Linked DNA regions of Anser cygnoides: region 1 is linked to region 2. A link is a contact called in public Hi-C data. All regions are on one chromosome and are shown on one strand. Each heading gives the region's core, a stretch centred on a gene start, on an enhancer-like site or on the middle of the called end of the contact. The rest is flanking DNA. Distances are from core to core; before and after follow the strand shown.

Evidence for each region. A called contact is a pair of places that touch in the nucleus more often than the background predicts.
Region 1: a Hi-C map of liver shows a contact between it and region 2, with 7 times the contacts expected there. The contact joins the promoter of PIM1 here to the promoter of PPARD in region 2. A contact is called at or near these places in 2 of 7 Hi-C or Micro-C datasets (both in liver).

The regions. Positions count from the first base shown.
Region 1 is chr25:2,030,904-2,038,121 of Taihu_goose_T2T_genome, reverse strand. It overlaps PIM1 (Pim-1 proto-oncogene, serine/threonine kinase), which reads left to right and starts at 4,891. Exons shown (of 6, transcript XM_066982994.1): 1 at 4,891-5,133; 2 at 5,224-5,330; 3 at 5,413-5,463; 4 at 6,061-6,427; 5 at 7,158-7,218. The coding sequence starts at 5,052.
Region 2 is chr25:1,723,147-1,729,624 of Taihu_goose_T2T_genome, reverse strand. It overlaps PPARD (peroxisome proliferator activated receptor delta), which reads right to left and starts at 4,144. Exons shown (of 8, transcript XM_013197018.3): 1 at 3,480-4,144; 2 at 682-770.

The DNA.
Region 1 (7,218 bases), core at 3,642-6,141, 310 kb before region 2:
CCGGGTAACACTTTTAATCCGTCGCCTCTTGGCTATTATTCATCCCCGGCTAACCTTAAAGCCTCCCCCTTTCTCTGCGAGGCACCCCCAGAGCAGAGGAAATTCCTCAGGCCTGACGTGATGTGAAACACGAGCGGCTCGGCCCCAGCCGCCCCCTTCCCTGCCCCAAATCTCGCCGGGGCCATTTCCCAACCCAGGTTTCCCTGTAGCATCCCCCCCCCCCCCCCCCAACCACCACCCCCAGCCACCCTTTTTCTGCTTTAGACATTGTAACCCGAGAGGCTGGAAATGCAGCGCCTTTCATCTTCCATTTCCCACATCCTGAGAGTCTGGGGAGAAGGAGCCCACCCAGATGAAGGAATCCCAAAAATGCGGCTCTCTCCACCTCCCCATCCCCTCGGCCGCCCCCCGTGCGGCTCCATTCACAAAGCAGATTAGCCATGCTGCCGGCTCCACGCGCACCTCTCCCGAAAAGCCCGCGCTAAAAAGCGAGCAGCGACGAGGGAGGAAAAACTCAAAAAAGGGACGAAAAGACCAAATTCCCGCCGCCTCTCCTCCTCCCGCCCTGCTCCCAGCCGGGGCCAAGGCGCCCAAAGGTGCTGGTTTAGCCGGGGGAATGCCGGTCCCGGGATGGGACGTGCGTGTCCCAAGCTGTCACCACTGTTTTGGGGTCCCAGAAGGTCCTGGGGGACCCCAGGACCCAGAGGTTGGGTGGGGAGGGATGCGGCCCCCAGCCAGCGCTGGAGCCCCACGGACCACGATTTTTTTGGGGGGCATCCGCCCTGGGCTCGGCCGCATCCTGCAGTGTCCCCGGCACCGCGGTGGCACCGGGCATCGTGTACACGTCTCACGGCACGCCCAGCATCGCCGGTGAGACACCGGGGCGCGTTTTGGGTGACCTCAAGAAGGTGACAGCAGGCTGGGGATGCCCCAAACGTGGGGGGGGGGGGGAGGGGGATGTCCCAAAATGCCCGGCCGAGGGCAGCTCCCGCGCCCCTTCTGGGGAGGAATCGCTGGCTGCGGGGTGGCGGCACCTTTCCTGGCCCCGTGCGCGGCGGTTTCGGGCTTTCCCAACGCCTGGCGAGGCGGCGACGCCGCTCGGAGCGCGGGCTCGCCCCACGCCCTGGGCCAGCCGGTTCTGCGGGCAACCGAGCCCCAGCGGCCGCGAGCCGCGGGCAGGCGCAGCCAAGGTCACGCCGTGACTCAAAGCTCATGCGAGGGAAACCGCGGCCTTTCTGTGTCACGGCGGTAATCGCCCTCCCCTCCCTCCCGCAGGGGTGCCCCGGCCGGCCCCTCCGCAGGGGGATGCTCGCGGGGCTGATATGGGGTTGTGCTCCCTGCCGCCTGCCTCTGACCCCCGCTGTTTCGTCCGCGCTTATGGGGGAAACCTCCTCCGAAGGGTGCAGATCTGCTTCCCCCGTGCCCCAGCGAGAGCAGGGAATTGCCCCTCTCTCATCCCGGGTACTGCCCTGGCCCTCCCCACCGTCACCTATTTGCTAATTGTGCCAGCAGGGAAGGGCGGGAGGCGAGAGAGGAGGAAATACAAAAAGTAAACTGAGAAAGCGAGGCTGCAGCTCCAAGGGCCCAGCACAGCAATCAAGCGATAAAGCAGTAATTAAGCCTGATTATCATGCAAGGCAGCCCTGGTTAGACTGGAATGCTGCTGAAGAGCCCGAAAGCTGCCGGGATTGTTTGCAGGCTGAGAACTGATCTTCTGATGTCTGCCGGGAGCTGCTCTCCCGCAGACCCGCCACCGGCCCCACGCGCACCCCGGGGTCCTGCTTCTCCCCGGCGCGGGTCCCTCGGGGCTTTTTGTCCTCGCAGCCCCACGTAACCCCCTCCCAGAGCTGCACCCAGGGCTCGTGCCGAGCCTCGGGTTTGACCCAGGGGTTGGAAAGAGCCAGCGTGGGCTGGGGATGCTGGTGCCGGGCTCTTGGGGCCACCTGCATAGGGCCAGCCGTGTGCCCACGCACGCCAGGAGGTGCGGGGCGCTCCGCTGCGCCCGGCGGCTTTCGGTAAGCGGAAGAGGGTTGGGGGGAAAAGGTGATTCCTCCGGAGGAAGGCAAAGCAGGATGAGGTTGGCTTCGCGTTAACCCCAATGTCTGACGCATCCCAACGGCGTCGCCTGGGGTTGGCGGGAGGGAGAAGTGAGCTCGTGGGCTGGGCTCCGGGGGAACGGCTGCCTCCCGGCCCCGCTTGGGGTCCTCTGGGAACCGGAGATGTGGCTGGGAGGAGATGGATACGGTTGGGAAATAGGGCAGCGCGCCGTGCCCCACGTGGGGAAACGCCTCCCCATCGCCCCCGAGACGGGGTGCCAGCCCTGGGTGCCCGCGGGCAGGGGTGCCGCGCAGCACCCAGGAAATGGGCGCTCGGGCAAGGCTCACGCACGGCGATGATCTGGCCCCAAACCATCCGGGTTGCGAGCCGCGCTGCTCCCCTCGACGCTAATGAGCGGTTTGGGCAGGGCGAGGAAGAGGCTGAGCCTCCCCGGCGGCTCTGGAGGAGGCCAGAGGAAGGCAGCCCCCAGGAAAGCCCTGCTGCTCCCCCGGGGTGAGCCCTGTTTGTAAATACACGGCCTTGTTTCCAGGGCAGCCCGCGTGGCACCTTTCATCATCGGGGCAAGGAATCTGGTAATGAGTTTGGGGCAGATGCTGAGTCACTCGGTCCCATGGCCGGGCGCTGACTCGCAGAACCAGTCGTCCCCAACCTGCCCAGGCTTTCGGGTGGGAATAAGGCAGGAGAAACGCGCCACCCGCCCTCTGCTCCACCCCGAGCTTGCATCACCCCGAAAAACAATAACAACAACAACAAAAAAAATAAAAACAACGAAAGGGGAGAGAGGCTGTGAGGGATTTCTCCGCGCCTTCCCGAAGCAGGGATGTCACCCGCGGGGCAGACACCAGGCTCGGGGGGGTCCCACCCGCGCAGGAGGATGCGCTGCATCTCCCACCGGCTCTCAGAGAGGCAGCGAGCATCGCCCGCGCGCAGCTCTCGGGTTGGGCTGGGTGGCGTCCCGGCGTTTTTTATTTTAAAAGAAATACGAAAAGAGCCCGGCGCTCACCAGCGTTTCCAGTAAAACCCATTCAATTTCGGCAATTCATCCCACAAGTATGTGTGGGATGCTGGGAACTCCTCGGTCCCGCTCGGGCGCAGGAGCCCAGATGGGCTCCGGCTGGAGCAGCGCAGCTCCCAGCGGCCGGAGCTCTTTGCTCTACATGCTAACAGAGTGAGTAATCAGAAACCTCCATCCAGTAAATTATTTATCTTATCTCTGGAACTCGGCGGAGCATTTCAGCCAGTGACTTCTGCGGAAAAGAAAAGGAAAAAAAAAAAAAAAGAAAAAAGAAAAAAAGGCTGTTAGTCAAGAGCCCCCAGCTGGAACCTCCACTTTTACTAGAAAAGGGAAAAGTTCAGGCTCTGGTTCGCCTGCGGTTCGTAGGAAGCGATGAAGTAAAGGCTGTGATGGTGCGGGGCGGCCGGGAGAGGCTGTGAGAGCCAGAAAATTGCAAAATTTAATGCAAATAATAATAATATTAATAGGCTGGAGCTGCTTTGGGGTTTTTCGCTGGAATTGGAGAAGGGGAAGAGCTGCGGTGCCACCGGATGGATGGGAAGCGAGCTGGTGGGCTGCCAGCATCCCAAATCCGCCCCGTCGGGGTTATTCCCATTGCCCAGATGGGAAGGGGGAGGCCGGGCGGTCAGATCGGTGCCTGCGACCCCGTGCGTCCCTCGGCCGGTCCCGGCAGGGGCCGGCGGCACCCGGGCACGCGTTGGGTTCCCAGTTGGTGCAGGATGGCGGGGGGCGCACCTGTCAGCCCTGCCACGGCTGGGTGTCCCCCTCAGGACGCCGTGTCCCCCCTGAGGACACCCTGTTACCCCTCAGGATGCCACGTCAACGTTGACGATGCCCTGTCACCCCTGAAAAAGTCATCTCCCCGCTAACACCGCGTCCCCCCTCGGGACGCCATGTCTCCCCTGACGATGCCACGTCAGGGCAGAGCTCACTGCTCTCTGCAACTGCCTGAACGGAAGGTGTGGGGAGCTGGGGGTCGGCCTCTTCTTGCAGATAACCAGGGATAAGACCAGAGGGAATGGCCTCAAGCTGTGCCAGGGGAGGTTCAGGTGGGAAATGAGGAGACATTTCTGCTCAGAAAGAGCGGTCAGGCATTGGGATGGGTTGCCCAGGGAGGTGGGGGAGTCACCGTCCCTGGGGGTGCTCAAGGAGAGGTTGGACGTGGTGCCTGGGGACATGGCTCAGGGGGTGACAGCGGTGGCAGGGGGTGGTTGGAGCAGATGATCCTGGAGGGCTTCTCCAACCCTACTGATTCTGGGATTCTGTGCCCCCCCTCAGGACACCATGACACCCTCAGGACACCATGACACCCTGAGGGCACCATGGCCCCCTGAGGACACCCTGTCCCCCCCCAGGACACCATGACCCCCTGGCGATGCCCTGTCCCCCCCGACCCCTCAGCACACCCCACCAGCCCAGCCGCACCCCCCCCCCCCCCCATCCCCTCACAGCGCCCCGCCGCCACGGGGCCGCCCGGCCCCAACCCGCAGGGCCCCCTCCCCCTCCCGCCCCCCCCCCCCCCCCCCCCATATTCCCCCCCCCCCCCCTCCTCCTTTGGCGCCTTTTCCTTCCCGCCACGTCGTTGCCCGCCGCGCTCTCCCCTCCGCCCGGGGCCGCGCCCTATTGGCTGAGGGGGCCGCGGGGTGGGCGTGGCCTCGGCTCTCGGCGCGCCCCGGCCGGGCCCCGCCCCCTCCCGCGGCTCTCCCGGGACCGCCCCCGCCTCCCGCTACTCCCGCGGCCGGCGCGGGGCCGCCGCCGCCACACCGGAGCCCGGCACCGCGCCGAGCAGCCGCCAACCCCCCCCCCCCGCCACCGACACCTCCCCCCCCCACACACCCCACCCCGCCGCCGCCGCCCGCCCGGGGCTTCCCCCGGCCGCCAGCAGCAGCCGCCGCAGCAGCTCCGCTGCCCGGTTACCGGAGCCGCACCGCTGGCTCCCGGTCAGCTTCGGGCCCTGGAGGCGGGGGACGGGAGCGGGATGCTGCTTTCTAAAATCAATTCGTTGGCCCATCTCCGCTCCGGGCCCGGCGGGGAGTTGCACGCCGGGAAGGTGCCGCCAGGTGAGCCCCGCTTGGGTTCGGTCGGGTTCGGTTCGGCGTTGGGCGCCGGTTTGGGGAGCGGCGCGGTGATGCCCGGTGCCTCGCCCGCAGGGAAGGAGAAGGAGCCGCTGGAGAAGCTCTACCAGGTGGGCCCGCTGCTGGGCAGCGGCGGCTTCGGCTCGGTCTACTCCGGTATCCGCCTCTCCGACAGCGCCCCGGTAAGCGGCGGGATATGGGGGGGGGGTTGGTGGCGGCCTGGGGGGCGAGCGCCGTGCTCAGCCGCCGGTCCTTGCCCCGCAGGTGGCCATCAAACACGTGGCCCGGGACCGCATCTCCGAGTGGGGCGAGCTGGTGAGTGAGCGGGGGGCACCGGCACCGGGGGGGGGGGCACCGGAGGGTCCCTGGGCGGGGGGGGGACCGGGGAGGGAACCGGAGCATCCCTGGGCGGGGGGGAGTCAGGAGGGAAGCGGAGCATCCCCGTAATGGGGGTGCTTTGGGGGGGGGGGAACAGGAGCATCCCTTGTTTTGGGGGGGGGGGGCTGGGGAGGGAGCCAGGGCCCCCCTGGTGGGGGGGGGGGGATGTAGGGGGCCACCGGAGCATCTCTGGCTTGGGGCGTTTTTGGGGTTGGGGGGCACCGGCACATCCCTGGCTTGGCATTTTTGGGGTTGGGGGGACACCGGAGCATCCTGGCTTGGGGCGTTTTCGGGGTTGGGGGGCCCTGGAACATCCCTGGCTTGGCATTTTGGGGGTTGGGGGGACACCGGAGCATCCTGGCTTGGGGCACTTGGGTGGGCACTGGAGCATCCCTGGTCTGGGTGGGCTTGGGGAGGGAACCGGAGCATCCCTGGCTTGGGGCACTTGCGGGGTTGGGGGGGCCACCGGAGCCCCCCTGGCCGGGGGGGGTGGGGGGGGGACCCCGGGTCTGACCGCGCCGTGTGTCCCCGCAGCCCGGCGGCACCCGTGTGCCGATGGAGATCCTGCTGCTGAAGAAGGTGGGCTCGGGTTTCCGCGGGGTCATCCGCCTCCTCGACTGGTTCGAGCGTCCCGACAGCTTCGTGCTGGTGCTGGAGCGGCCGGATCCGGTGCAGGACCTCTTCGATTTCATCACGGAGCGCGGCGCCCTGCCCGAGGAGCTGGCGCGGGGGCTCTTCCAGCAGGTGCTGGAGGCCGTGCGGCACTGCCACAGCTGCGGCGTCCTGCACCGCGACATCAAGGACGAGAACATCCTCATCGACCTCTCCACCGGCGAGCTCAAGCTCATCGACTTCGGCTCCGGCGCCCTCCTCAAGGACACCGTCTACACCGATTTCGACGGTGAGACCGCGCGCCCGGGGGATGCTCCAGCATCCGAACCCGCGCCGGGTGCCGCCGCCGCCGGCTTTTCCCCTATTGCAGCAGCTTGGGGAGAGAAGCAGGGGGGGGCAGGAATTATCCCAGCCGCCCGGCGAAGTTGTGTTGTGTTGTGTTGTTTTTTTTTTTGGCACGGGGTGGATGTTGTGAAATGGGAGCCGGCTCCCGGCGTCAGCCCAGACGCCCAACCAACCTGCTCCGGGCTGGGGCGGGGGGGTGGGGGGGGGGGGGCAGCCCTACAAAAACAAAACAGCTGCCGGGGGGGGGGGGGTGTTGCAAAACCTGGTTTGCAGCCGCAGAAGGGCTTGCGTTGCTCCGCTCCCCTTGTTTGCTTTGCTTTTTTTTTTTTTTTTTTTGGCAAGGAGCAATGAGGGGGGGGGAAAGGCGTGGTTTCCCCCGCCGCCCTCCCTTGGGTTTTTATTTTTTATTTTTGCGTGTAACGGTCGGCTCCCAGCCTTCCCCGGCCCCGTGCTGCCCCCTTTCGGCCCCGGTGGCTTTTTTTTTACAACCCAAAGTTTGTAAACAAGAGTCACGTGCTGGCGGCGCGGGGGGTGGCGGGTCGCACGGTGACACCCCCACCACCACCACCACCATCACCCACCCTAAAGACGCTCGGGCGAGGCACCGCGGTCCCCGAAAAGGGTTTTGGGGCCGGCGAGCATCCTCGTGACGAGCGGCGCCGTCCCCCACGCAGGTACGCGGGTGTACAGCCCGCCGGAGTGGATCCGCTACCACCGGTACCACGGGCGCTCGGC
Region 2 (6,478 bases), core at 2,895-5,394:
GAGACACTTATACAAAAGACCGCATCTCCGTCCAGCTAAATACCTTAGGCGCTTGTTGCAGCGGAAATAAATCCGCCCTGGCAGGGGTTTAGAAGCCGGGCACGGCGTTTGGGTGCGGGGCGACCACTCCGAGGAACGTCAGCATCCCCACGGGCAGGAGCTGAGCCCTCCGGGCCACGTCCTCCAAAACTATTTCAGCTCTGCAGTAAGCCGCGGAGTTTTGGCTGCTGGGGCAGTTACGCAGCAAGCGATGTTATCGGCGCCGGTGTCAGATCGCGTGTCCAGATAAGTAGGTGAACATTTACCTAAGCACAGCCTCTCATCCCACGTGACCTCCCCACTCTCGGAGCAGCAATTTCAGTCGTAAAACCAGCGAACTGATCAAATTTGAAGTTGTTATGCTTCGAAGGCAGCAGCTGGCTCAGAGGAACGGGATTAGACCACAATACTTACAGCAGGCTCCTAAGCAAAATCCTTAAAAGATTTTGTTCAGAAACCGAATGGGAATAAGTCTCCGAATTCAGATTTAAAAAGAAACTTGAGAAAGTTTAAGCCCGCGGACAAAAGTGAAACTTGCTGAAAGCAAGTCACCCTCCGTGGGCTCTTCCCTACCCCGAATTTTTTAAAAGACAAACAGAGAAAGCATTTTGGAAGGGCAGGCACGCGAAAGGGAAGGGTTACCTCTCCGCAGCAGCTGTCCCCGTCTGCCCGCCGGTGCAAGCCCCTGTCCCGTTACCATGTCAGCGCGGAGAGCCGAGCAGCGAAGCAATCTGCAAAGAGAACACAACACGAAGTTCCCCGGCTGCGCCGAAGGCCAGATATTTATGCCGCCGGGAGAACTGGGACAGATCCAGCGACGTCTCCGAAATTTAAACACACGCTCCCTCTACCGCACGCTGCAACCATCTGCTGGGGCGAGTCCCCGGCGCCGCGGGGAGGCAGCGGGAGCGGAGCCCCCGACGCCCCTGCAGGGACGCCCGGGAGCCCTCCTCGGGCTTTAGGAGCCGGGAGACCCCCACGGGGACGCTGCCTCGGCCTCGTGGCTGCCACCTCGACGGGTCGACTTCCCCCACCGTGCGCGAGCGAAGCCGATGCTAACGCACGGACCCAGCTGGGAAAGGCTGGCGTGGCCACGAGGCCGTTTGTTTACTCGGCTCGCTTAATCCCTCTTTTGGAGGCTGCCTGCGAGTTCCTGCAATTTTAATGAACCTCTCTCTCTCCCTCTCTTTCTCGGGTTGTTGAAACTGGAGGATTTGACGGAGCTCACCCCTCCTGGTTTTGCTGCTAAGGTGGCGAATAGCGCTAATTTCAGACAGGAGAGCAGTAGGAGACCACCGCTGGAAAAAAAAAACAAAAACCACCACGGCTTCTGGGGCTGACCTGGAGGACTTACAGAAAATATGCTCTATTTTTAGACACAGTTATGCAGACTAACTGGACTAACGCATTAAACAAAGATGTTGTGAACATGATGCTACTTGAACCCGCGTACCCTCCCTGCCGTGACACAGGCTCAGCTGCTCCTCCCACCCCCCTGGAAAAGCCCCGCTCCTATCGCTGCCTCTTTCAGGGCAACAAGACCCGCGAGGCCGCCGAGCGCCGGCCGGGGAGCCCACGGCACCAAATCCCACCCCGTGCTGCACACCCCGCGTGCGACGAGCACCCGGAGCTTCACCTGCCCAGCACGGCAGGAAGAAAGGAAGGAAATCCTCTGCCCCTCAAAGCCTCGTGCTCCTGGAGAGGCTTCTAGGGTGGGTATGAAGGGCATTTCCTACGTGGCCGAGCAGCCCCAGGCACCTCCAGGGGATGGCACGAAGTGTGAGGGCCAGTAAAACAACGCCTGTCCCGCGGAGCAGTAGAAATACAGAAACAGAAATACAGAAAATATATATATATAAAAAAAAACAACACACCAAACTTGAAGGAAGCAATTGTCCCCGTGCTGCAGGGAAGGGGCTGAGCCGCAGCATCACCGCGTGCCCACGTGAAGGGGCAGAGGTCCAGCACCCAGCCCTCTGCTGCGCGGGGCCATAAAACCGGCAGGACGTTACGGCTGCAGCAGGTCCCCCCCCCTGGAACGGAAGGGGTTTTTCCCAGACACCCAAGACAAGGCTTTTTGTTCCCCTTCCTGGTGAGGGGAGGTAATAAAGTCATTACAGCCCCGCTGGCGCATCAGGAGCAGGCTTTCTTCACCTCCACCGGCAATAAAACCCGTCCCTGACTCGGTGACAAAAGTTGACGGTGTCAACGAGCGCATGAATCACGCACGGGGAGCGCAGGAATCACACCCCGAGCTCGCTCCCAGCGCGCGGCGGAGCCGGGAATTCGGAGCGAATTGCGGGCTCACCTTGCCCTGCTCGCAGGTAACTGCCGGGGCGTGCCCACGGGCAGCGCTTGCACCAGCTCAGCGGGGAGCTGCCGGCGCGTCCCTCCCTGGGAGCCCCGGGGAGCTCACGGGGAAAAGGATTCCCCGCTGAAGGCAGCGAGGGAAGTCGCGGAAAAAAAAAAAAAAAAAAGAGAGCAGGAGGAGGGAGGAGTGGGTCACAAACCAGACGCGGGATGTGGGATGACTTACGGGGCTGACCGCAGCCGTGCCCTCGGTCCTGCTGCATCGGGCACGGCTGGTGCTGCCCTGAGCCCGCGTGTCTGACGCCTGCAAAGCCCCCGGCCCTGCACGGGGGGCTCCAGAAGAGCCCCAAACCTTGCACGGGGGGCTCCAAATCCCCAATCCCTGCAGGGGGGGCTCCCAGTGAAGCCCCTGTCCCTGCCCGGGGGGTTCCAATGCCCCAATCCCTGCACGGGGGGCTCCAGAAAAGCCCCAAACCTTGCATGGGGGGCTCCAGAAAAGCCCCTGTCCCTGCATGGGGGGCTCCCAGTGAAGCCCCTGCCCAGGGGGTTCCAAAGTCCCATTCCCTGCACAGGAGGCTCCCAGCAAAGCCCCAAACCCTGCATGGGGGGCTCCAAAGCCCCAATCCCTGCATGGGGGGCTCCAGAAAAGCCCCAAACCTTGCACGGGGGGCTCCCAGTGAAGCCCCTGCCCCTGCCCGGGGGGCTCCAAAGTCCCAATCCCTGCACAGGAGGCTCCCAGCAAAGCCCCAAACCCTGCATGGGGGGCTCCAAAGCCCCAATCCCTGCCCGGGGGGCTCCAGAAAAGCCCCAGCCCCTGCCCAGAGGGGTCCCCAGCACCCAGGGGCTCACCACACCGCCTCCTTCCCCCCCGGTTGACATCTGCCAGCGAGCACGAGGCTTCCCGGCACAGATTTTGAAGGGACGGCGGCCAAGGCCGGACGGAGGAGGCGAGTTACCCGGCGAGGCTGCCCGAAGCCACTCGAAGCACCGCAGTCGACGGCCGCCGCATGCTCCGGGGACGCCGCAGAGGGCTGCTGTCCCCTCCTGTCCCCTCCTGGCCCCAGCCAAGCTGCGCCCTCAGCCACCTCCGCGCCTCGATTTCCCACCCAGGGACGCTCAGACACACCTACCTCGTAAATAGGGATTGAACCCCGATTCACTGGCTTCTCTAAACGCCTCGGAGCCTCTCTGATCATAAACAACCAGGGCAGTTAAACCTCGGCTGAGGTGGAGTCGGGCGGCGCAGAAGCTTTCGAAAGCGCAACAAGGCGAGAAGCCCTTCCGAGCACACAACACAGGGGAGGTAACGGCAGTTCAGAGTGACCCCCGGGTCCCCGTTCGCAATAACAGGGCTCCGGGGGGGCCAACAGGGAAGGAAAAAAAACGCAGCAGGTGGGAAGAACAAAACAAAGGAGGGAAGCAGGAGGTAAAATTAAATCAGGGCTTGCTTAGAGGTCCCGCCACCTACTTCTGCACGCTGCTTTACCTTTCACCTAGGACTTTTTTTTTTTCTTTTTTTTTTTTAACGAGCGCTTTTTAGGCTAATTAGGAGCTGGAGTCAGCCCAGCCAGCACCGCCCCGCCGCACTGGGCTGCGGTCGCAGACGCGGCGCGGTGCTGAGCCCCTCGGGCACCGCGTCCTCCCCGGGGACGAGCTGCCCCTGCGCTTTCTCTGCCCTTTTTAAATATTTTTTTTCCTCGATAAAAATCCTTTATTTAGGATCTCAGCAGCGGGAAGGGGAGCAGAGCACGGGGTGGCATCGCCGGGTCCCCACCCGATGGCCAAGCCACGCTGCTGGCCCCGAGCTGGGCACCCCACAGCCCCCCCCCCGCCAGCAGCCCCCCGGCTCTGTCCCCCCCCCTCCGTGACCACCGAGGTGCTGCCCACGAGCCCCCTGGGACCCCCGGGGTGGGGGGGGATCCCGGCACAGAGCCACCCGGCCCCCAGCTTCTCCTCCTCGCAGCCCAGCCCCGGAAAGCAGCGGGTGGCTCCTCCTCAACACCTGCCCTTGGGGATGGGCCCCCCCCGTCCTCATCCTCGCCCCCCAACCCTGTCCTCACCACGTCCCCCCCCCATCCCTCCCTCCCTCTCCTCTCCCCGATTCCCCGAGGAGAAGCAGCGCCCGCACCCCGATGTCACCCAGCTGCCCCTGCACCCAATCCTTACCCCCCCACACCCCACCCCAGGACCCCCCCAGGGCCCTGTCACCCTCAGAGAGCCCCCCCCGTCCCCCCCCACACCCCTACACCCACCCCATCCCCACTGTCACCCCCCCACACCCCCCCTTGTCCCCAATGTCACCCCACACACCCCCACGTCCCCCAAACCCCCCTTGTCCCCCCCCCCGTGCTCCCCAACCCCCCCCTGCCCCCCATATCCCCCCCAAACCCTCACACCCCCCAAAACCCCCCTCATCCCCCAGCCCCCCCCAAACCCTCACGCCCCCCCAACGCCCCCCCCCTCACCCCCAGGTCCCCCCCATGTCCCCCCCACACCCTCACGTCCCCCAAACCCCCCCCACCCCCCACAACCCCCCGTGCCCCCCACACCCCCCCATGTCCCCTACATCCCCCCCCGCACCCTCACCCCCCCCCAAAACCCCCCAGGTGCCCCCCAAGCCCTCACATCCCCCCACACCCTCACGTCCCCCAAACCCCCCCCACCCCCCACACCCCCCCGTGCCCCCCACACCCCCCCTTGTCCCCTACATCCCCCCCCACACCCTCACGTCCCCCACACCCCCAAAACCCCCCAGGTCCCCCCCAAGCCCTCACATCCCCCCACATCCTCACGTCCCCCCCCCACCCCCCCTCACCCCCCCGTTCCCCCTCACCCCCCCATGCCCCCCCCACACCCTCACGTCCCCCTCACGCCCCCCGCGTCCCCCCAAACCCCCTCGTCCCCCAAACGCCCCCTACACCCCCCATTTCCCCCCCACATCCTCACGTCCCCCCACGCCCCCCCGTTCCCCCTACGCCCCCCATTTGCCCCCACGCCCCCCACGTCCCCCCCCCCCCCGCTCACCTCCCGCCGCCGGCCCCAGCTCCGCCGCCGGCGCCCCCCCCGCCCCCGCACGTCACCGCCGCCCGCCCTGACGCCACCGCCCGGCCCAGCGCCCCGCAGCCAATCAGCGCCGCCGGCAAGTCCGGGCCGCGTTGCCACGGCAACGGCCCAAGCCCGCCCCGCGCCCGCGTCGCTCGGCGCCCCCTGGCGGGCGCGGGCGCGGCGCGGGGCTTGATGGGAAATGTAGGCGCGGAGCGCGGGGCGCGCCGGGAAGGGAAGGCGGGGGGGGGGGGGGAGGCGCAAAATGGCGGCGGGGTTGTGGTGAGGGCTGTGGGGTTCCTCCTGCCCTCCCCAGCACGCCCTGTGTGCCGCTTTCCGCCCCTCCTGGGGACACGTCGGCTGCCTGCTTTGTGCAGGGCGAGCTTTGTGCCCTCACACCATAGCTGAGGGCTTGGATGAGGCTTTACACCCTCACGCCCAAGGCAAACCGCAGCAGCGGCTGCTGGGATGAGCGGCGTGTTTGTAAAACACGGGCTCTGTGCCCGCTACGGGTGCTCAGGAAGCAGCACAGCACTCACGGTGTCCCTCATTAATGCAGTAATTAAAGATTCCTGCAAATGTGCAAGCCCTGGACAAGGGTGATGGACAGGGGGGTGTCGGCAGAGCTGCTGACCTGGTAACAGAATCATAAAATGCTGGAAACGTTAAGGTTGGAAAAGCCCTTCAACATCATCTGGTCCGAGCATCACCCTACTGCCAGCGTCACCCACTAAACCTTCATGTGGGGAGTGGCTGGGCCACTGCAAACACACCCCCCGTGGTGGTGTTACCCTGGGCAGCTGCGGGTTTCCCACAGGAGACCCCCCCACACCCCCACTGGTGCGGGGACGGTCTCAGGGACAGGCAGGGGGAAGAGCAGAGACCCACCGTGTCCCCAAAACCTCTGCGAGCTCTCCTTTTGACCCTTCTGCAGGGGGTAATTCTTAGTCCGAGGCACCGGCGCACGCACCGGCGACGTGTGCCTGCTGCTGACTTAGGCAAGCTCCAGGTCGGCCGCTCCGGGAGGGTGAGACAGACCCGGGCACATCCAGACCTGGCGGCCGATCCAGGGCAGGTGCTGACACTG